Linked DNA regions of Sus scrofa: all the other regions are linked to region 3. The links are chromatin contacts, called in public Hi-C and promoter capture Hi-C maps. All regions are on one chromosome and are shown on one strand. Each heading gives the region's core, a stretch centred on a gene start, on an enhancer-like site or on the middle of the called end of the contact. The rest is flanking DNA. Distances are from core to core; before and after follow the strand shown.

Evidence for each region. Promoter capture Hi-C pulls out the DNA fragments that hold promoters and counts their contacts. A called contact is a pair of places that touch in the nucleus more often than the background predicts.
Region 1: a contact with region 3 is called in a Hi-C map of skeletal muscle, with 3 times the contacts expected there. The contact joins the promoter of STBD1 here to the promoter of SDAD1 in region 3. A contact is called at or near these places in 4 of 47 Hi-C or Micro-C datasets (embryonic fibroblasts, heart right ventricle, liver and 1 more).
Region 2: a Hi-C map of skeletal muscle shows a contact between it and region 3, with 5 times the contacts expected there. The contact joins the promoter of SCARB2 here to the promoter of SDAD1 in region 3. A contact is called at or near these places in 2 of 47 Hi-C or Micro-C datasets (liver and skeletal muscle) and 2 of 2 datasets of contacts at active chromatin or transcription factors (alveolar macrophages and skeletal muscle).
Region 4: a promoter capture Hi-C map of liver shows a contact between it and region 3, with 4 times the contacts expected there. The contact joins the promoter of THAP6 here to the promoter of SDAD1 in region 3. A contact is called at or near these places in 1 of 5 promoter capture datasets (liver) and 2 of 47 Hi-C or Micro-C datasets (epiblast stem cells and liver).

The regions. Positions count from the first base shown.
Region 1 is chr8:71,979,620-71,985,485 of Sscrofa11.1, forward strand. STBD1 (starch-binding domain-containing protein 1) reads left to right here and starts at 3,368. Exons shown (of 2, transcript XM_003129093.4): 1 at 3,368-4,217. The coding sequence starts at 3,551.
Region 2 is chr8:71,908,373-71,913,590 of Sscrofa11.1, forward strand. It overlaps SCARB2 (scavenger receptor class B member 2), which reads right to left and starts at 2,089. Exons shown (of 12, transcript NM_001244155.1): 1 at 1,653-2,089. The coding sequence starts at 1,769.
Region 3 is chr8:71,644,093-71,649,234 of Sscrofa11.1, forward strand. SDAD1 (protein SDA1 homolog) reads right to left here and starts at 2,760. Exons shown (of 22, transcript XM_003129088.4): 1 at 2,521-2,760. The coding sequence starts at 2,610.
Region 4 is chr8:71,178,425-71,183,728 of Sscrofa11.1, forward strand. It overlaps THAP6 (THAP domain-containing protein 6), which reads left to right and starts at 3,528. Exons shown (of 5, transcript XM_003482412.4): 1 at 3,528-3,620; 2 at 4,504-4,606. The coding sequence starts at 4,527. It overlaps RCHY1 (ring finger and CHY zinc finger domain containing 1), which reads right to left and starts at 3,385. Exons shown (of 9, transcript NM_001097490.1): 1 at 3,296-3,385. The coding sequence starts at 3,385.

The DNA of each region.
Region 1 (5,866 bases), core at 2,118-4,617, 340 kb after region 3:
TTCATCTCTACTGAGTCTGCTTCCTTTTTGTCTCCATGTTCCTAGCCTCAAAGGCCTTCCATATAGAGGCAAAGAACATTATTTGCAATTGTACAGTGATAAACACGGTACTGTTAGAGCTATAAGGATGTTTTTAGAATATGTGGGCTGTAGACTTTTAAAAAATATAATAGTGAGTGGAGTATTTTTTTTTTTTGAAAGCAGCAACCCAGAAATCAGTGTGTCAACATTCAAGTTTAGAAAAGTCAAATAAATAATGCTCTTCAAAAACGTTGCATGATAAATCTGAAACAATGTAAAAAGAATTCTAAGTTGGGAAGAATTAAATCTTTGTTATATTTTTAATAAATGAAATAGCAATTGATGACAGTAAATCTTTATGAAGGGCCTTCCAGTTATCAGAATTGAATTGTGGGGTTTTCACTCCAGGATTTTACAGAGCTTCTGGAATTTCATTCATTAGCACGTCGATAAAAAACTTTGATGAAGCAACAGCTAAAGTTATCAGTAAGGAAATAAAGAGAAATGTTCAAGGATTTTCACATTATTTATATAATCACTCTATTGGCTTTAGAGTTTGTGAAATTTAAGGACACCCTATATTTGACATTAAGTTTTACTGTGACAAAAGGAGATGAAATAATTCTAAATTTTTCTACAAAATTGAGACTTAAAAATTGGATCTAGATTTCCTGCTGTGGCGCAGTGGGTTAAGGAGCCACTGTGCCACAACTGCAGCGGCTCGAATTGCTGTGGAGATGAGGGTTCAGTTCCTGGCTTGGTGCAGTGGGTTAAGTATCTGGCATTTCCACAGCTGTGGCTCAGATTCATTCCCTGTGCTGGAAACTTCTATATGCTGTGGATCTGATTGCAAGTTGCTGTGTCTGTGGCATAGGCTGGTAGCTGCAGCTTCCATTCAGCCCCTAGCCCAGGAACTTCCATATGCCACAGGTGGGGCCCTAAAAAAGAAAAAAAAAAGAGAGAATGTTATTTTATATAGTGACATTCATTTTCTTAAAAACAGCTTTGCTACCACTTCTTATTTCATTCATACTCATCTCAAGATTAGTTTTATTATCATAAAGCTGCCTGGATTGAAATGTACGTCTGGTTGTCAGTGGTTTTAAACTTTAGAGGTCTTTAAAAAGTTCATCGTCAATTCCCTAATTAGTTTAAGAAAAGAAATCTGGGAGTTCCCATTGTGGCTCAGTGGGTTAAGAATCCAACTAGTACCCATGAGGATTTGGGTTTGATCCCTGGCCTTGCTCAGTGGGTTAAGGATCTGGTGGGCATAGGTTGCAGATGCAGCTTGGATCCTGCTTTGTGGTGGCTGTGGTGTAGGTTGGCAGCTGCCGCTCCAATTTGACCCCTAGCCTGGGAACTTCCTTCCATTTGCCACAGGTTCGGCCCTAAAAAAAAAGAAAAAGATAAAATTTACTTGACAAAAAAACCCAAATCTGCATCTTCATTGTACTTTAAAAATGCAGGTAAAATCCATATAAAGAGGTTAACAGTACTGCTTCAGACTGTGACCACGTGAAGCTTTTAATTCATTTACTTAATCTGTACTTTTTTTTTTTTTTTTTTTTTTTTTTTTTGCTTTGCCCCCAGAATGTGGAACTTCCTGGCCAGGGATCAAACCTGAGCTACAGCAGTGACCTGAGCCACTGCAGTGACAATTCCAGATCTTTAACCCACTTCACTGCAAGGGAACTCCTCAACCTGTACTATACTTTTTGAGGGATGGCTTCAGGAGTGTTTCAGGTGCCAGGAATTCAGCAGAAAACAAAGGATAATACATCCTGCTGTCAATAAACCCTGCTTTTACATTTTTCTTTTCTGGCTTCACCCTCAGCATAAGGAATTTTCAGGGCCCAGGACTGAATCTGGATCCTTAACCCATTGCACCAGGCCGGGGATTGAACCGGCAATGCCACAGACACAAGTCAGATCATTTACCCACTGTGCCACAGCAGCAACTCCTAGTACATTGTAAGGAGAGGAAAGTGGAATTAGGCAGAACAAATCCATGGATTCTACACTGTATTAGATTTGGTGTCCTAAATGGTAAGGAGAAAAATAAGGCAGGAAAAGGGCACATGGAGAAGGGGATGTATGTAATTGCAATGGGGATTATCAAGGGCAGATGACATTGTGCAAAAAAGAAGAGGGAAAGGGAGAGAGGCTGGATGTCTGGATGGCTATCTGCAGGAAGGATGACTCAGCCAGGGAGGAGGAGATGGAGATGAGCTGGGAGAGGACCTGGGGGACAGATGCTATCCTTCTGAAAGGTTTTTGCTAGGAGATGTAGAGCAATTGGAGAGTCTTGAGCAGAAGCCCAGAAGATGGGAGTGTTTAGACAGGATCATTCAGACTGCTGCTTTGAAATGATGTAGGGACTCAAGGGTGGAAGTGGGGATCCCTGGGCCAGGTGATGGCAGTAATCCAGGAGAAACGTAATGGTGGCAGAGCAGGGTGGCACTCGCTGCAGGGAGAAGTAAAATTCTGAATATATTTCGAAGAAACAAGACCAGAATTTGCCACTGCCTCCAATGAGTGGGGGTAAAAAGAGGGTAAGATGACACTTTTTAGCAAGGAGAAAGGATGTGGTCGCCACTTCCTGGGATGAAGTGGGAGCAAGGAACAGTTTTGGGCATGTCAGATTTGAGTGAGCTGGGTTTGAGACGTCTGTTAGCATCGAAAAAGCAGGCCCAAGCTGGCTTGGTCTCCTTCCCCACTTTCCCTCTCCCCCTGACCTTTTGATGATAGGGGCTGTGACCTGAGCCAAAGCACCAGCATCAGCAGCTCTACTGGCCCAGTCTTGCAACCTGTCAGGGACTTCTGTCTGCTCGTGCACGGGGCACATTTGAGCGATTTGTTTTACCAGAGAAGCCATCGTAGTAATTACTCCAAGGCGAATATCTGCCAGCTGTGGCCTTAGCAGTTGGATGTAGGAGCGTGTAGGTCAAGGAAATGGCTCTCCCTGCAGATACAAATATGGGGATCATTAGCTTGAAGCTGGTGGGTAAAGCCACCAGATTGGCAGAAGAGTGAATTTAGAAAGCAATGTATATAATTCTTAGTTCCCAGGGTGGTGGTGGTTGTGTGAGAATCAAACTAAATAAATACATTAACACCAGGCACACCCACAGCACTTAAAAGGCCTTTGCAATTTTTATTAATAAACCCGTCTGCAGAAACCTGCCTCTGGGCAACATCCAGTCCAGTCTGGAGGGCGCGCATTTTGTGACAACCACGCACCCCAAAAAGAGGTCGAGGAAGAAGCAATGACTGGATGTGTTTGAGATGACTGGCATTTACTGATGGATGATCTTAGCCCAATCCCTTCCTTTTCCGGGTGGGAAGGCGGAGGCTTGCGGAGACCAAGTGCAGCTAACGGGCGGCGGAATGGAAGTTCTACCGCACCCGCTGTGCTCTGGATCTACCCCAGCTCACCCGCCCCAGCCCCGCTCGTCTCCGACGCACATCGGCGTCTTCCGCGTCGAAGTTCTAGGAAGCTCCGGCTTCTATGTGGCCGCGCTGCTGCTGAATGTTTGTAAAGAGGAGGCGGCGAGGTGCCCGGAACTGCCCCAAGCAGGGCTGGGCCTGGCGGGCAGCTGCAGCGGGAAGAGCAGGCGGCGTGGCCGGCGCGGGTTGGCGCGCGGAAGCCGTGCGCCCTGGGGTCCTCAGCCATGCGGGACGCACTTGGACCCGGACGCCCAGTGCTCCCGGCCGCCGGCGACCGGCGGGGTCGGGAAGGGAAGAGGTTGGAGAAGGAGGGCGCTCGCGTATCCGCCGGGCCGGAGCCTGGGGCTGCAGCCCCGGGGCGGGGAGTGGGGCGGGGCTGGGAAAGTTGAGTGTTAGTCGCGGAGGGCTGGGCTCCGCGTGGGAGCGCCTGCGGCCAGGGACCGTAAAAGGCTGGAGCGGGTTGGGTAGGTGTGGCTCTGCCTGCGTGACCCGAGCCCGGGCCTCGATCGCCGTCGTCTCCCGCAGCTGCGGCCTCTCAGCCATGGGCGCCGTCTGGTCTGCCCTGCTGGTCGGAGGGGGTCTGGCCGGAGCGCTTTTCGTTTGGCTGCTGCGGGACACGGGAAAGGAGGGGGACGCGGAGCAGCGGAAGGACGCTCCTTCAGGGGAGGCGGCGGCTCCGGGAGGCGATCAGGGTGGCGGCGGCGGACTGAGCCCTGGACCTTCTAGGCGGGAGCCGGTCACCAAACCAGGTATTCTTCCTCCCTGGTCTTGAGGGCAGATCACCAGGGGGGTTAGAAGTTCCCCGAGGGAAGGAAAACCCCGTCTGGAGTTCCGTGGCGGCCCATACCCGGGGGCTAGCTTCCCTCACCCAGGAGTGGACCCTCCCCGCGGCCCGATTTCCCCCCAGCTGGTGTGCACGCGCCGGGCGGGTTCTCGCCTCCAGCGAGGCGAGGCCCAGGAGATGCCCTGGCGGTTCGTCCAGGGCCGCGCCCCGCTGAGTCGCTGCCCTCAGCTCCAGCCCGCGGGGACCTGCCCCTGCCCCTCCGGCGGGGTTGGGTTCCTCCGCTTGGCGGCGCTTGGTGCAGTGCGGGCGGCTGCGGCGGCGGCGCCCCTTCCGGGCCTTCGGAAAGGAATGCTTCGGGTTAGGGGATCCCGCCACCCTCTCCAGTATCTGACGGAGCAGGAACCCAGTCTCAGCCCCAATCCCATAGCCTCATGACCTCCCCTCCTTCGCCTCAAAAGAACCGCGTTTGGGGACGCCAGAGCAGTGAGCAGCCCCCGCTATCTGGATGCTTCTGTTGGGGAGGCAAAGTTCAGGTTGGACTCTGGCCACGAAGGCCTCGGCTTCATGAAGCCCTGAGACTGCGAGTTGTCGGCCCTTCCCCATGATCACACGAACAGTGCGTGGTTGTCTAAAACCCTGGGGAAGAGACACACTTGGCACTGGACCCAGCTCCCAAAAGCAGACCCAAGTCCCATAAGCAGGACTGACGCCTAGGTTTACATGTCCACATTTTAGACCCTGTGCACCAGGCAAAGAGCCCTGGCAGAAAACCTCACCTTCCCGGTGCCTGGACTCCAGCCTAATGGTGAAAATGACATCTGCGAACTTTATTTTTAGTGGAGTGGTGTCTGTGTGTAGCCACTTGAAAGTCGGCCCCTGTGCCTTCCTGCGATTTGTTTGGGATGAGCAGAGGGCTCATTTATCTTCTTTTTCAGAAAGTCAGCCTCATGTTTCAGGTGGAAAGATTGGGAATTCAGGGTAATATTTGTTTACATCTCACTTCCAACCCCACCATTAAAGAGGCAAAATGAAACAAGACTGCTCTCTATCCATTCCCGCTTCCCCACATCTCCCTCCCCCACACCCACACCTCCCATGAGGGCATGGCTTTTGAGATTTTGATCTTGTAGGGAGCTATTTGGACTATTAGGTGGCCAAGAAGGAAAGAGAGTCTTTAGCGAGCTTGATTGTGTGCTCTTAAGAATAGTTATTTGAGAGGGGATGTAAAAGGCCTGTGTTTCTTGAAGAGGTTCCTGAGATACCAGGAGGGGTTGTCAAGGAGAATCCAGCCCTCTCCCCCTACCCTCACCCCTGTCTCTCTGCTCTGGACCAGCCATGCACTGCCTTCCTTTGTAGTCTCCCACAGTGACAGGTGCTCCTGGTCTGTCCGCATATGTGAGAGCCAATCCCTGGCCTGCACACAGTTCCTGGGAGTACAAATGTCCTCTTCTGGGTTGCAGGGTAACCATGCAGCTCTTCGCCACACAGGCTGGATGACATTTTTTGATGACAGGAGCCAAACAACTTGACTTGGTTGCATGCCAGGGTGGCCTGGACTGCGGAGATCCAGGACCATGGCAGGGTTACACTTCCGCCTCTACAGCTTACCACCTC
Region 2 (5,218 bases), core at 839-3,338, 260 kb after region 3:
CTGCAATGGCATCTTTTAAAAATTGCCTTTAACTATCAGATTTCAAGTAATTGATGGCTTTTTTTTATTTTATTTTATTTTTTCTTTTTAGGGCCACACCTGTGGCATATGGAGGTTCCCAGGCTGGGAGTCCAATCTGAGCTACAGCTGCCTGCCTATACCACAGCCACAGCAACTTGGGATCCAAGTTGAGCCTCTGACCTACACCACAAGCTGGCAGTAATGGCAGATCCTCAACCCGCTGGGCAAGGCCAGGGATGGAACCCAAGTCCCCATGGATACTAGTCCGGGGTTCATTAACCACTGAGCCACAATGGGAACTCCTAACTGATGGGTTCTAGAAGCCTCTAGTAGGAGTTCCCGGTGTGGCTCAGTGGTTAACGAATCCGACTAGGAACCATGAGATTGCAGGTTCGATCCCTGGCCTTGCTCAGTGGGTTAAGGATCTGGTGCTGCCGTGAGCTGTGGTGTAGGTCGCAGACGTGGCTTGGATCTGGAGTTGCTGTGGCCTAGGTTGGCAGGTACATCTCTGATTAGACCCCTAGCCTGGGAACCTCCATATGCCCAGGGATTGGCCCTAGAAAAAAGCAAAAAGAAAAAAAGAAACCTGTATTAAAGAAATATGCCTGTTGCCACCTAGAATGAAACAATCTTGCTAACTGGGAATGCAGTGATCAAATCCGGAGGTAGCCTGGGCTTTTTTATCCGGCCAGGAGCAAGAGTTAACCAGCAGGAGAAACGAGGCATGAAGTTATGGGTGCTAAGGAGAAAGGCTGCTCCAATCTTTTTCTTTCTTTCCCTTTTGTTTTAGGAAAAAGTGTCTCAGTAACTCTCTTTTTCATCTTTCCACACAGATTGGTGGATGTGGGTGACAGGGCAGAAGAAATGACTCCTGGGGAAGCCATAGGATGGAGAAATCTGAAATGACGAGCTCTCCAGCCCACCTACCTAGGTGGACGGGACTGGCTCAGATTCTGTTATGAATCGAAATGCATCTTTGCCTGAGGTTTACCGCTGTTGAAGAGGAAGAACCATGAGTGAGACAAAGCAACGGAGGATGTTGGTTCTGACCGAACCGGCTAAGTCTGTGGGTGAGCACTGAAATGTCACCCACCCCAGAGGCCTGGCCTGGCTACCCAATGCGAGGCCCAGCCCAGGAAGGCAAGAACACAATAGACCACACACCCGCTTTTCCTCCTCAGCCCCACACCACTTCAGAGGCCTCAGCAAGCAGCCAAAAACCTGTTCCAGCTGTGGTGTCTTTCATTTAGTTTTATTTCTTCATGAAGTCGGAGGGAAACGAGCTTGGGCCCAACAGTGATGGGGCAAAGGGAGGGCCTGGGGTGGGGGTGGGGGAATGCAAATGGTGGAATATAAGGGCTAGCCTTTTAAAAAGTCGAGATCCAGAGTCTTATTATTCTAAAAGGAACACGGTCAGTGCCATTCCTCGCCATCCTTCTTTAACCCTTTCCAGCCCACCCCGAGAAGGCGAGGGCGAAAAAAGGGCTCTGGTCCAGAGGGTTTGCCCGGGCACAGATCCTCCCTGGACAAGGTTCAGCAGTGGGGAGTGGGGTGGAAGTGTGCCCCCAGCACTCAAGCGCCTTCTCTCTCTCTCTCTCTCACACACACACACACACACACACACGCCTCACCTTCTCGATCGCCTGGTCCACGGCCTTCTGGAAGACTCTGGCCACCAGCAGCGTGACGCTGGTCACCAGCAGGAGCAGGGACAGCGTCCCCACCGCGTAGAAGCAGCACCTGCCCATCCTGCGCACCGCTCACCGGCCGGGGGGCGGGTGGCGGGAGGGGAAAGGAGGGAGGAGCACCGCCGCCGCCCCCGCAGCCGCAGTAAGCAGCCGGAAGACCCGGGACCCTCGGGCGGGTGCTCGCCGCTCCCCGCTCCGCGGCTGGACGATCGCGGCCTCGATGCACCCGGCCTGCCGGCGCGGAGTGGAAGGGTCGCTTTGGTTTCGCTTTCCCCCGCCCCGGCAGCGGCGGTGGGGAGGGAGCGCGCAGGGTGGGGACGCTGGCCGGCCCGGCTCGCCGCAGCCCCGGGAGGAGACAGCGGGCAGCTGCGCCGGGAAGCGGGCGGGGCGGGGCGGGGGCTGAGCCCGCAGTCATGTGCCCCGCGGCAGCAGCTGCGATTCGGCCGGATCGACCCCGGCCGGTCCCCGCAGCGCCAGCCGCGCCCCCGCCCCCTCGCCGCAGGCCCCCGCGGTCACCCGGGAAAACCGCGTATCCTCCCGGGCTGTCCCCGCTCCTCGGTCCGGAGCTGCGGGCCTACAAAGGGCCGCGCCGGCAGATTCAGCCTGGATAGGACACTGCCGCTGCTCTAGACGAGCTCACAAGTTAACGGAGACACTGTTACAGCAGCAAAAGCGCAGTGTAACAAGTGCTTTTATGGGGTGCCTGCTGAGATCTGTGCCCGCAAGCATCTCTGCCTGGGTGACCAAGGACCCCACAACAGAACTGGGACTTGGGGGATGGGTAAGGGTTTGTCACGTGAGGGGTGTGTGCGAGGAGGGAGGCAGCATTTGGAGAAGAAACAGCTGTACGACCTTGGGGGTGAGAGAGCAAGATGGTCAGAGAAAAGAAGGAACTTCCTTTGCCCGCAGGCTCAGGTGTGCAGGTTGGGGTGGGAGGTGTGGAGGCCCCCTTGGGGTCAGACTTGGAAGCGCTCCCGTGTCCCGTAGAAGAATTGCGGCTTTATCTTACCGCAGGGAGGGGATCCGCAAGAAGCCTAAGCAGGAGGCCCGGAGGTTCTCACCTGCCTGGTTCACCGATACTACGTCCCAGGCACCGAGACTAAAAGTCCGCGCGCAGCGGGGACTCCATAAACATTAGTTGAGGGAACCCAACTATATGGCAACTATATGGCAACTATATGGCAGTCCTTGGCTAGGCGCCAACACATACCTACTTAATACCCGCAGCAGCCTTGGGGCTGTTGATCCCAGCAGCGTTAGAGAGGAGCAGGGGTGACAGGAGCACCGTTTGAAGGACACGCAGGTGTGGCTTCTGTGCAGGAGCGCGGCAAGGAAGGAAGGAAGGCTGGACAGGACGAAGTACCCAGCGCAGCTCTAAGAAAGTTCAGCAAGGCCTATGGGGGTGGTGTGGGGTGGGGGGGTGTCCTCAAGCCAAAATGGCCTGGTCCAGGAATCCAGCACCCTCCAGGAGCAGCTTCTTAGTCATGACTGGGAGCAGCCCCAGGAAACTGGCCTCTGTCCCAAGCTGGGATGAGCAACAGCAGATAGATTTTAGGGCTCAGCGGCTGTGACAGGGCTCCGGGTCAGGGCTGCTCAGCACTGCAAGGCCTGAAAAGTACATTTTCTTGGTCCCCATGGTAGTAGTATTTCCAGTTTGTACATAAGGAAGCCATGGCTCTGAGAGGTAAGTCATCTAACAAGCTCAACCAGTTGCTGAGTGGTGGATCCTGCTTAGGCCAGAATGCAGGCCTGGTAGCTCCCTCGGTTTTTCTACCCTGTGTGTTGCTGCCTCCCAGCTGCTATCAGTGAGAACCTGGGAACAGTGGGTTCAGCTGGGAGCCTCTGCTGAGGACTAGGTGAGATGCCCTATACCTTCAAAATGGGGGCGAATGGGAGTTCCTGCTGTGTGTGAGTTAAGAATCCAACTGCAGTGGCTTGGGTGGCTGTGGAGGCCCGAGTTCAGTCCCTGGCTGGAGCAGTGGGTTCAAGGATCTGGTATTGCAACTGTGACTCGGATTCAATCCCTGGCTGGGGAACATCCATATGCCACCAGTGAGGCCATTAAAAAAGGGGGTGGGTGGCAGATACGTTGACACTCCTACTATTGACAGGTGGGGTCTATACTGTTTCCCTTGAACTTGCCTTGATTTAGTGATTCCACCATATCCTGGAACTCCTGAAGATAGATCATGAATACCTTGCAGCTTCTGCCTGGGCCTCTGGAAATGATCGCCCTGAGCCAACACTAAGCCCAGCTACCCTGAGGAGGCCTCCATGCTAGAGGGAACAGGGGAGAGAATACAGCGAGATGCTCTGCCAGCCCTCTGCTGTCCCTGGCCATTTGAGTCATGGGCCCCAGACACGCTGGGGCAGGGCAGTCCCTTCCTGGCCCTGCCTGAAATGCAAAATAAAGGATTGTTGTTGTTTTTATGGCCCTAGTTTCTGGCATGTTACTTGGTTTTAGATAACTGGAGCAGACTATGAGGGCAGGCCTGAGCCTGGGACTTTGATAGTGACAACAGCTGCCCATTCCCGACTCTACCCATCTGTAGCTACCTAAGGTCTTTGAGCAGCAGCCCCAGAGAACCAGGCCTGGGTGGGGTCTGAAATGATTCAACTCTGCCAAACCGCGTGACCAGGAGGCCTGGGTGGCCCCCAGTCATTCCTCTTGCACCATCAGCAGCCTTTCCCTACGCCCGATCCTGCCGTGAGGCTGGCCTGTTCCGCCTCCATCTCTGCTTTAGGTTCCAGCTAATGGATGACGGTCCAGGGCCCCAGTTTGCTTGCGGGGCTCTGCTGGTGCAGGAACCCTCACTCGTCCTCTCCCCAGGTATGAGTGGGGTCCTCTGCAGCCCGTGGGTGTCCTCTCCTGCCTTAACTGGAAAGAAGATTTGGGAACTTGCCCAGCTGGAGTATTTGGCACCCAGTGACTCATGCTCATATTGATACCCCCCACCCCCGCCCCCATCTCCAGACAAGACCAGCTTTCCTCTTTGCTGGCCCCAGTCTTGAGGGCAAACTGCATAGCTACCCACTCAGTCCAGCCCTGGGCCACCCATCCCGGGGCACTGCTTCTCCTCATTCTTCATTCAGGTCCCTTCTTGCCTCTTGTCTGGGTCCCTAGGGGAGTAACAGACTGCGGGGATGGGGAGATGGACCCAGATTTGGTAAGCACACCTCGGTGGTGGGGGGGCCTCCGAACCAGGGTTTCCAGCTTAGTGGCTCTCAGTTTACCTTCCCTTTGAGGCTCTCTCATTCGGACAAGAGCCCTCATTTTCGCCTCGTCAGCAGTCTGTGAGCTGTTTCCCCTTTAAAACTCTGATCCAAACTGGACAAAAAGCTCTTTCTCAGTTCCCCTTAGCACAGCTGACCAGACTAGCATTTCAAAAATGGACTAAATACTAAAAGAGAACAAAAAGGACCTAAACTACAGAAAATCTAAACAGCCTTAAAACACACACACACACACACAAAAAAAAACTCATGTACGGAAAATAGCAATCTATAAT
Region 3 (5,142 bases), core at 1,510-4,009:
TGAGAATGTGTTTTTATCTGTACAGCTCACTACCTTAGCCCAGTGCCTCACACGTAACAGGTATTAATATCTGCCACATACCTATATGCAGAATTAAAAAGACCTCCCCATCCTGCCTTCCTTCCTTTTTCCTTATCCCCCATATCCACTCCAGCAGGAAGTCCTACTACCTCTATTTTCATGTAGTCCCAGTCTGTTCACTTCTCTCCACTTATGTTGGTAATTTGAGTGGCATCGCCACACCTCGCCTCAGCTATTCCAACAGCCATTATACCAGTTACCCTGCTTCCAGTCTTGCTGCTCTACAATTCATTCTATCATTCACCTTGAGAGTAAATCTTAAGATAAATCAGATTATACCTTTGCTTAAAACTCTTCAATGGCTCCCTTAAGTAAAATCTTAACCTTACCATGTTTTAAAAGCCTCCGCCTTGAGTTCCTGTTTTGACTCAGTGGGATAACCAACTAATATCCATGAGGTTGTGGGTTTGATCCCTGGCCTCGCTCAGTGGGTTAGGGATCTGGCATTGCCGTGAGCTATGGTGTAGGTGACAGATGCAGCTTGGATCCTGAGTTGCTGTGGCTATGGTGTAGGCTGGCATTTGCAGTTCAAACTCAACCCCCAGCCTGGGAATTTCCATATGTCTCAGGGGTGGCCCTAAAAAGCAAAAAAAGGAAGAAAAAAAAAAGGCCCCCACATGATCCGACTCTGTTTGCATTTCCCATGTATCTTACACTGTCCTTTTCTGTGTTTACCATATTTTAGCTACAATGGTGGCCTCTCAACTTCTTTTCCACCAACAGTTGCTCCACTTCCTGTTCCCCCATCTAGAATGCTCTTGATCTGTCTCAATATCATCACAGCAGAGAAGCTATCTCTGTTCAAGGGAGCCAAAGAGACAGCCTCCAATTCTAATGTATTCCTACCCAGTTCTACTTTCTTCATAATTCTTATCACTATGTCTACCATCATTAGAATGTAAGTCCAAGAGAAGAAGGCTCTCGTATCTTATTTATCACTCTATCCTGGGTGCTTAGAAATTATGGAGTTCCCTTCATGGCTCAGCAGTTAACGAACCCAACTAGGAATCATGAGGACGCAGGGTTCGATCCCTGGGCTCCCTCAGGAGGTTAAGGATCCAGTGTTGTTGTAAGCTGTGGTGTAGGTCACAGATGTGGCTTGGATCTGGCGTTGCTGTGGCGGAGGCTGGCAGCTGTAGCTCCAATTTGACCTCTAACCTGGGAACCTCCATATGCTGAGGGTGCAGCCCTAAAAAAAAAAAAAAAAAGACAAAAAAAAAGCATTGACATAAATATTTGTATGTGAAAATATGGAGGAGAAGGTCGATCAAAAGATGAATGACTGTGGTCCTGGTGTGGCACAATGGGATTGTCTGAGTCTCTGAAGACCTGAGGCGCAGTCTCCGGCCCCAGCCTGGCACAGTGGATTAAGCATCCTGAATTGCCGCAGTGTAGGTCCCAACTGTAGAGGTGGCAACTGGGCTTGATCCCTGGCCCAGGAACTCCATATGCCACGGGGCAGCCAAAAAAGAAGAAAAAAGAATAATTGTTTCAGCCATTGAACAAATCACATTCCAGTAAGAAGCACAGACAAGTAATTGCAGCAAATCTTTTTAATGCCTGTCAAATAGGTGTCCTGACAAAGCAATTGCCATTTTTACATTTATAATGGATAAGCAATGAGGTCCTAGTAAATAGCACAGGAAACTATATCCAGTTTCTTGGGATAGACCATGAAGGAATATAAGAAAAGGAATGTATACATATGTATGACTGGCTCACTCTGCTGTAACAGCAGAAAGTGACACAAGACTGTAAATCAAATATACCTTAATTAAAGTGAAAAAATTTAAAAAAAGAAAAAGCACCTGCCAAGCCACCACGTTCATTTTGTCAAACACCCTTAATGCTCACAATTCGTATGAGGTCGGTATACAAAGTCTCTTACAATCTGAACCTAATCTAATTTTCAACTTCATTCTAGAGATAAATTCCGACGCCCAGGTCATGCCAGCTTCCTATGAGACTGAGTTCTGTTTTTACTAGATATGCTAATTCCCGGCCTGTCCCTTATACCCAAGAATCCCTCTGCTTCCCAACACAGTGCTGCAAAGAGCGCGGGCTCCCGCAAACAGACGTCGGTCGAAAAGCATTCTAACTTAAGTTTCATCAAGTTCAATTTAGGGGTTTCAGAAAAGAAAAGGCTGAGAAACTTGCTTGAAAGTCAGAGGTTGGGGGTGGACCATTTGGCTCTCCCCCTAAAGCAAAATGAGTTCTTTTAAAGGGTGTTTCTGTGACAGCGGGGTCTACCGAGCAGGAGCAGAATTCTAAGAGTGAGGAACGAACTATAACACATGTCTCTCCCTTCATCCCTTTCCTCCTTTCGAGGATAAGAGGACGTGAGGCGAATCAGGATCCCAGCTCCGCTCCACGCCTCCCTCCAGCCAGCGTCCCTACCACCGCGCCCGGGCCTCTAGCGTCCCCGCACCGCATTCCTACCTCCTCGATGTAGGCCGGCGGGTCCCGCTTGATAAGATTCTGTAACTGCGGCAGGTTGCTGGGCAGCTTATTATTGTTTCTGCTAGACATGTTCGCTGCTGACTGGCTACGCAGCGAGCAATTTAAGAGAACCCACACGGCTGGCAACCGCCTACCGCCTCAGCTACCGCCAGGAATCGCGCTTCCGTGTATGACCGGAAACAGCACATGGGAAGCTCAGCAGGCGGCGCCATCTTGGCTCCTAAAGAGAGCTTGACTACGGGAGCCTCAGAGTGTCAAACTTGCTCTCAGTGCCGAAATGCTCCATTGTGATTTATGCAAGATTTCTTTTCCCCCACCCCGCCCCAGCCAACGTTTAAGTAATCTGAAATGCGAATATTTTGTTCACACAGTAACTTTTTTTTTGTGTGTCTTTTTTTTTTTTTTTGCTATTTCTTGGGCCGTTCCCGCGGCATATGGAGGTTCCCAGGCTAGGGGTTGAATCGGAGCTGCAGCCACCAGCCTACGCCAGAGCCACAGCAACGCTGGATCCGAGCCGCGTCTGCAACCTACACCACAGCTCACAGCAACGCTGGATCGTTAACCCACTGAGCAAGGGCAGGGACCGAACCCGCAACCTCATGGTTCCTAGTCGGATTCGTTAACCACTGCGCCACGACGGGAACTCCCCCAGTAACTTATTTCATTATCCCAACATTCCTTATGAAACAGACATGAGAATAGATTTTTTTTCCTTTTTAAAATCCCAAAGCCTTAAAGTTAGAAACTAAAAATATCCGTTGAGAATAGATAGCACTATCCTATTTTAGAGAAGGGGAAAAATATCAATGTGGGGTGTAAATTAGTTTTCCTATATAATTTAAAATACCTGTTTTTGTTTTGTTTTTAATTGTTTCTACCCAGCCTGACACAGACAAGGAGGGAAAACGGTGGTCTGAGTAAAATGTGGTCGTATCCATTGATTTAAAATGCAAATGAATTTGTATTTAAGAACCAACTGTTGGAGTTCCCGTCGTGGCTCAGCAGTTAACTAACCCAACTAGCGGGTTTTAATCCCTGGCCTCACTCAGTGGGTGAAGGATCTGGCTTTGCTGTGCGTGAGCTGTGGTGTAGATCGCAGAGGCAGCTCTGATCCAGCGTTGCTGTGGCTCTGGCATAGGCCTGCCAGCTCAGATTTGACCCCTAACATGGGAATCTTCATATGCAATGAGTGCAGCACTAAAAAGACAAAAAAAAAAAAAAGTTAAAAAACCAGCTATTGGTTAGTAGATGCAAATTACTGCATTTGGAGTGGATAAGCAATGAGATCCTGCTGTATAGCACAGGGAGCTGTATCTCATCACTTGTGATGGAACATGATGGATGATGTGAGAAAAAGAATGTGTATATATATATATTTATATATGACGGGTCACTTCTGTACAGCAGAAACTGATAAGTACTGGGGGAATGAATTAATGAAATAGGGTGTTGTTAATATAGACACTTGATCACTCACCCTGTGTCAAGCACTCTTCCAAGCACTTGACTTGTACTTAATCCTGAGACCAGCCCTCTAAAATAAGCACTATAATTATCTGCACTTTGCAGATGAGGAAACAGGCACAGACATGTTGACTGCCTAAGTTCATAGCAGGTGAGGAAGCTGAGAGTTCAATCCAGGCAGTCTTGATTGTAGCCTGTAGAAAAAAGTAGCCTGATAGTTGTCAGCTGCTAAGCTGGTCTGGCACCAGTAGATGGACAGTAGTATTTCCCTGCTTAACATAAGCAATTTCACAGACACCAGCTTTGGTCCAGGTCATCTGTGGCCACGTTGGAATGAGCCAAAAACAAGACAACTTAGTAATCACATGGAGGCACAAGCAAAATCAAGAATAATGTTCAAACCACGTTGAGTTTTTCAGCAACATTTGGATAATGATTATTTGTTTATTAATCATTGAATCAGGTACTTGTGAGGTTATTAAGGTGTAAATATAAGCAATAAATCTTTTTTTTTAAAAAGCCCACTCAGATTTTAAATTTAAAAAATTTGGTCGATTGGATCAGTGAGGATAAAAAGCATTCTCAAAACAAAAGATATTGAAATTATTTAATGTAATTCCCATCAAAATCATAAGCTTATGTACTATGAATGTTGTACTTATGTACTAAGTCACTAAAATGTGACTTATGAATAAAATATTCAGGCCATGTGGCAAGCTTTTACTCACAGTCTGTATATCAGGCACTAGGGTAAATACTTTGAATACAAAAATAAATAAGGCATGGGCATTTGCCCTAAGGAAACTAATAAAGGAGAGAAATAGACAAACACTCTTAAAATGAATAAACATGTTCCTATAATACAGCAGTGGAAGCAATAGAGAAGACATCCTAACCCAGAGGATCAGAATCTTACAGTCATGGTACTAATAGATTGAAATTCTGAAAGGAGGAGCGAAAGAAAGTCTTCTACATAAAGAAAATAGCCAACGTAAAGGGGCAAATGCTTGACAAAGTCTGGTGTGACTGAAGGTTGGGGGTGGGGAGTGCGGCAGGGAAGATGCTGAGGAAAATGAGTCAGGTGAGAGTATTTGGTTCTGATGGTAAAAGCCTTCACAAGCTAATCTAAGAAGGGTA
Region 4 (5,304 bases), core at 2,278-4,777, 460 kb before region 3:
TCTTATTTCTAACTGTCAAGAGTTCTCGGTCAGACTTGAAAATATTTTAAAACAAGTCCTTGGCAACCTCCAAATTATTCTTGGTGACTTAATATCCCCCTGGCCATAATCTTGGGACCAGAGTACATGTAAAAAGTCACCTTTTATCTTGCATTTTGAATGGATCTTTTATCCCTGCTCTGGTCATTTGGAAAAAATCAGTTTACTGAGTTATGCAGACCTTCCAAATGTCCCCACCGTTGACACAGAATATCCAAAAAACATGTTTGTTAACACCACCACCCATCTTGTCAGAAAAGTCAAGTATTGATAAACTTTCAAGCTCACAGAGGTTGAGACAAGCTTTCCAAAATTCTAATTTTCACATGAAAGCTTGAATTTTATCACTGCTGATTGTTCTCCTTGTAATGACAGTCTTGCTTCCTCCTACTCAAGAAAATGTCCACCAAATACCCAAATCTGAATAACCACAGTTCAAATTAAAAAAATGTTCCACTAAAAAAGAAACTAGGTCAGTTCATAAGCCAATTGCACAAGAACGTCTCATAACAACCACCTAATTTCACTTTGCATATGTGCTTGATGAAAACACCCCATTTCAAACATACAAAAAAGACATGTATTCAATAGTTGATATTTGATACAATAATTGTAGTGCTATTATGTTATCAATAATATTCTTAAGTGAAACTGGTTTTCTTTTTTTTTTTTTTAAACTACAGGTCTAGTACACTAGTACAGTTCAGTGCCACCGCCCTGATTCATGCTAAGGTACCAGAGATTTTAATTATTAACTTCACACACACTCAAAAAGACAAATAATGTCTTAGTATTAGAAAGTACTCTTCTAATTGGCCTCAGGAATTCCCAGGGTTCCAATCAAGAAGTGACTCCTGTTTCTTAATTTTTTTTTTTTTTTTTTTTTGTCTTTTTGCTATTTCTTGGGCCGCTCCCGCGGCACAAGGAGGCTCCCAGGCTAGGGGTCGAATCGGAGCTGCAGCCACCGGCCCACGCCAGAGCCACTGCAACACGGGATCCGAGCCGCGCCTGCAACCTACACCACAGCTCACGGCAACGCCGGATCGTTAACCCACTGAGCAAGGGCAGAGACCGAACCCGCAACCTCGTGGTTCCTAGTCGGATTCGTTAACCACTGCGCCACGATGGGAACTCCCTGTTTCTTAATTTTAAGCAAGAAATTCTCTAACCACTATCTCCTCTCTTTGCAATGGATCTAGTTCCTTCCTTCTCTCTTTCTCTACACACTCACCTACCCAGAATCCCTACTCTGGTTAAATACAATTCGCTCCTACTCAACCTGCATAGGAACAGCTAAATATGGCTAAAGCAATAGCACCACTAGAGTCACTGGTGTCACTTTTAAGTCACAACCACTGACAAAAAGTGGGCTCTTACTACCATGTTCCCCTAATCAATCCCCTCCTTCTTCCAAAGTCTTAGGCCCTAATAGGACCTCGATGATGATTTCACATCTTCTCCTCGCTCTTTAAACTTCAAACACCTCTTTTTCCCCTTACACTCTGCTGATGACCTTGCTTCTTATTTAACTATGAAAACCGAAATAATAATCAAAAAAGAACATCCTCCCACAAACTCCATCGACCTACCTGTAAATGCACCTCACACTGTCTTTCCTTCTGTTACAGAATCTTACAGTCCACGTTTTTACTCAAGGCCAACTTCTCTACTGTATGTACACTGGATCACATCCTGTTTGGCTACTCAAAAACGGGGTTCCTACAATTTTCCCTCTTCCTTTCATGATAAAATGTTTTCATTTTATTGGATCATTTCTAAAAATTTACAAATATGTTGCAACATCTCGCATCTCAAGGCGGGGGGACACGATCGCACATCTTGCAGCAACCAGAGCCTCATATTTTTGCTCTCTTTTACAGCCAAACTCCAAGAATTGCCTACAAAGGCTATTTCCATTTCCATTAATCTCATCCCATATTAAATCCACTCCAATCAGGCTTTGTCCCAATCTCTCCACAGAAACTTCTCATATCAACATCACCAGTGACCTCCTTCTTGCTAAATTTAAAGGTTGATTTTCAGTTCTTATCTTACCCAAAGAGCAGCATTTGATTTAGTTGATTACTTCCTCCTTCAAACTCTACACTCCTCTCTGGTATTTAAGCAAAGAACCAAGGGGGTGTGGATAGCATTTGATACTCAGGGTCAAGTATCTTATGAATACAATGAATACTATGTATCTATGAAACACAGATGTATTTGTGCCTTTCTTGGGAAGATGAGAGGAGGAGGTCTAAAACCCCAAGGCCGAAACTCTAACACGGCATCTCAATGGAAATGGAATCTTAAGGATAGCATTCAATATCTTTACACAACCCTTGGTAAATGACCAGCCGTGAAAGAGCTTCATCCAGTGCAGTGAAGGAATGTTCACCAAACCACAGCCTACAGCAGAGGCTTTAGGTTGTCTCAAAACCTCAAACTTATTTATGAAAGAGGAACTTCTATCACTCCTATTTTATATGTAAATAGTAGTTTTCTCAAAAGTACCGAATTATTAAGGCGCAGAGCTAAGATTTGGCGGTAGGACTGTCGGACTCCAAAGCTCAAGCCTTCTAAGCAAAATCTTTAAGGAAGAAAAATTCTTGCAAGAAAAATAACTGGATGGATGTCAATTTTTCAAATTCGAAGCTGACTAGGAATTTTTCTTAAATAACAGAAGTAACAATACATGCCCATCAGACACTCTCCCATACATAATTTCCTATTTTGTGGCAATTAAATGACTGTCTTCCTATTTCACATATACGTTTTCTCTGCGGCAGGTTTAGGCATACTCACTGCCTCTAAAATGAAGCTGGCAAGCTGTAAAACTTATTTACTACAGGAGATGAAATCGTATGCCGATGCTCCGCTTGTTCGCCCTTCTTCCATTATTTCATCACACACCTGAAAGTGATCCCAGGGAAATGTCAGCACAGGCCTGAGGCTGCCGAAGTCCACTTCCAGAAGCGAAAGACTAAATAAAAAGAACCCACTAATAAAGTGACCTATGTGCAAGCCCAGGCTCTTCCCAAGCAAGAAGAGCTTTGCTTGCAAAGTACAACACAAGAGGAAAGGTGGGGCGTGTGGTCGCCTTGCCAAAAACGTTCTCTACGGCAGCAACCCAGCTAGACAAGGTGTCCTGACAACAGCCTAGCCTCAAACTTAAGCCCAAGCCGAACCGCTTTGCCCACCCCGCCCCCAGCTGGACCCGGCGGAAGCTCCTAGGGGAAGAGCCCAGTGAAGTCGTCACCTTCAGGAGGCATCCTCTGTCATAGTGCTCGCAGCCCCGCCGTCCGTGCTCCTGCCCGCGGCCGCCATCTTCCCGCGCCGAGGCCGCCATCTCTTCCACAGCCTCTCAAACTCCACGGCCCCTTCCCCCAGGATGAAAACTACGTCCAGAGACCCAGCTCTGCTCCAGCACCCCCCCTCCTGGCTGCTGCTGCCAGCAGAGCCAAGATGGCGGAGGGACACGTGACCCGGGGCAGCCGGATTTCCGGTTCCCGGGGCGACGGGGCGGAAGTGAAGGGAGACGCAATCTCGGTTATCGGTGTTAGTCGCTGCCTTCGCCGCTAACGGTAACAAATCTTAGGTTGTCTCTCCTTTTCTCCCCATTGCTGCCTGCCCACACCCTGGGCGTGGTTCGGCGTGAGGAGGACCGCAGCGGCGCGGAGACGCCCGGTGGCCCTAGAGGAAGGGCCGCTCTCCGGCTGCATCCACACCTGTGACTGGGCGGCCCCTCCCTTTCCCAGCCGCAGCCAGGGCCTCGAGAAGGGGGCGGAGCTCGGCCGGCCTCCGGGCTCGGATCTGGTCCCCACCGGAGCGCCGCTGCTGCTGGGCACCCGTACTTGCCAGCGTCTCACGCCCCACCTTTACCTCCTCTTCTCCTTTACGTCCGCTTCATTCCTTCAAAATGTGTAGTAACATTTACCAGCTACGCGGTGGGGACACACGTGAGAAAAAAACACAAGCCCTGCCATACTCTCATGGAACTCACCAGGCTGGTGGAGGAGGACTTTCATCAGAGAATGTGAAATAAATGTAGGAATGATTACAGCTTTGAGAAGGAGAAGTGTGTTTTCCGAGAGCTAATACTGGAGAGGAGCCGACATATCTGGGTGTCAAGGATGGTTTCCCGGGGGAAGCTCAGGAGTTAGTGTGCCAAGGCGTTGTAGCGGAGGGAACATGGTGCCTAAGGGGCTGTGGATGGGAAATGTACCAGCTACAAAACTGCAATCAGGCGCCTTGTGGCATAGCTAAATATGACTCGCTTTAGTAAAGAGACAAACCCCTCGAAAATTTTATGAGCAAAGTAAACGTTTTGGAAGAAAATACTTGCCTTTGGCTTTCTAACTGATTTCATGCTACCTAACTGAAACATACCAGAACATACTGGGAAAGGTGAATATGTTCCCCTTAGCTTTGAAGTTACTAACGCTTGCCCTTTTAATTTTCTTTCAGTTCTGTTATGAGTTGTTAACACCATGGTGAAATGTTGCTCAGCCATTGGATGTGCTTCTCGCTGTTTACCAAATTCCAAGTTAAAAGGACTGACATTTCACGTGTAAGATTCTGCCCTAGTTAATTATACCAAGTATGTTTTTGACTGTTAGAAAAGCAAAAGGCAGTTCTATTTTCATCTTCAATTTTGAACAGTAGTTCTCAAGTTCTTTTTAAATAACCTTTGTAGTTGAATTTGAAGTGACAGTGATAACTTCTACACTTGTGTGATTTGGTGTGGAAGTGTAAAAAATACCTGCCGAGGTATCATAAGCTGATTAACAAAAATATCATTAAAGTCATCTTTGCTAAGATTCTTACTTTGCATTTTAACATACCATCAAAGAAATTCAGTGTCGTTTACATATAGTTTACAATGTGAATGAAGGATCTTTGCCTAAATATATTCTGTCTTTTAGAAAATAAGTCAAGGTTATGTTTATGTTTAGAAATAGATCAAACTTCCGTGGTAGGAAAAATATATATATAAATTACTAGTTCAGACTAAAGGTTTTGTAGCTGTATTGCAGATAAATTAAGATGGTCCTAATTTAGTATTTTAACCACTCTTCTGGCAGCATAGGAAAGAAAGGACAATAAGATTTAATAATTACTCATTTGCTACAAGTTTATTTTGCTGTTTTTGTGCCAGGCACTTGTGCTATGTGCCAGAGAAGTGTCTCTAACTACTTGGCTAGATATAATGAAATAAAAAATGAGTATGTGTGCCCTACCTTATTCCAAAAAAGATTCAAACCAGCT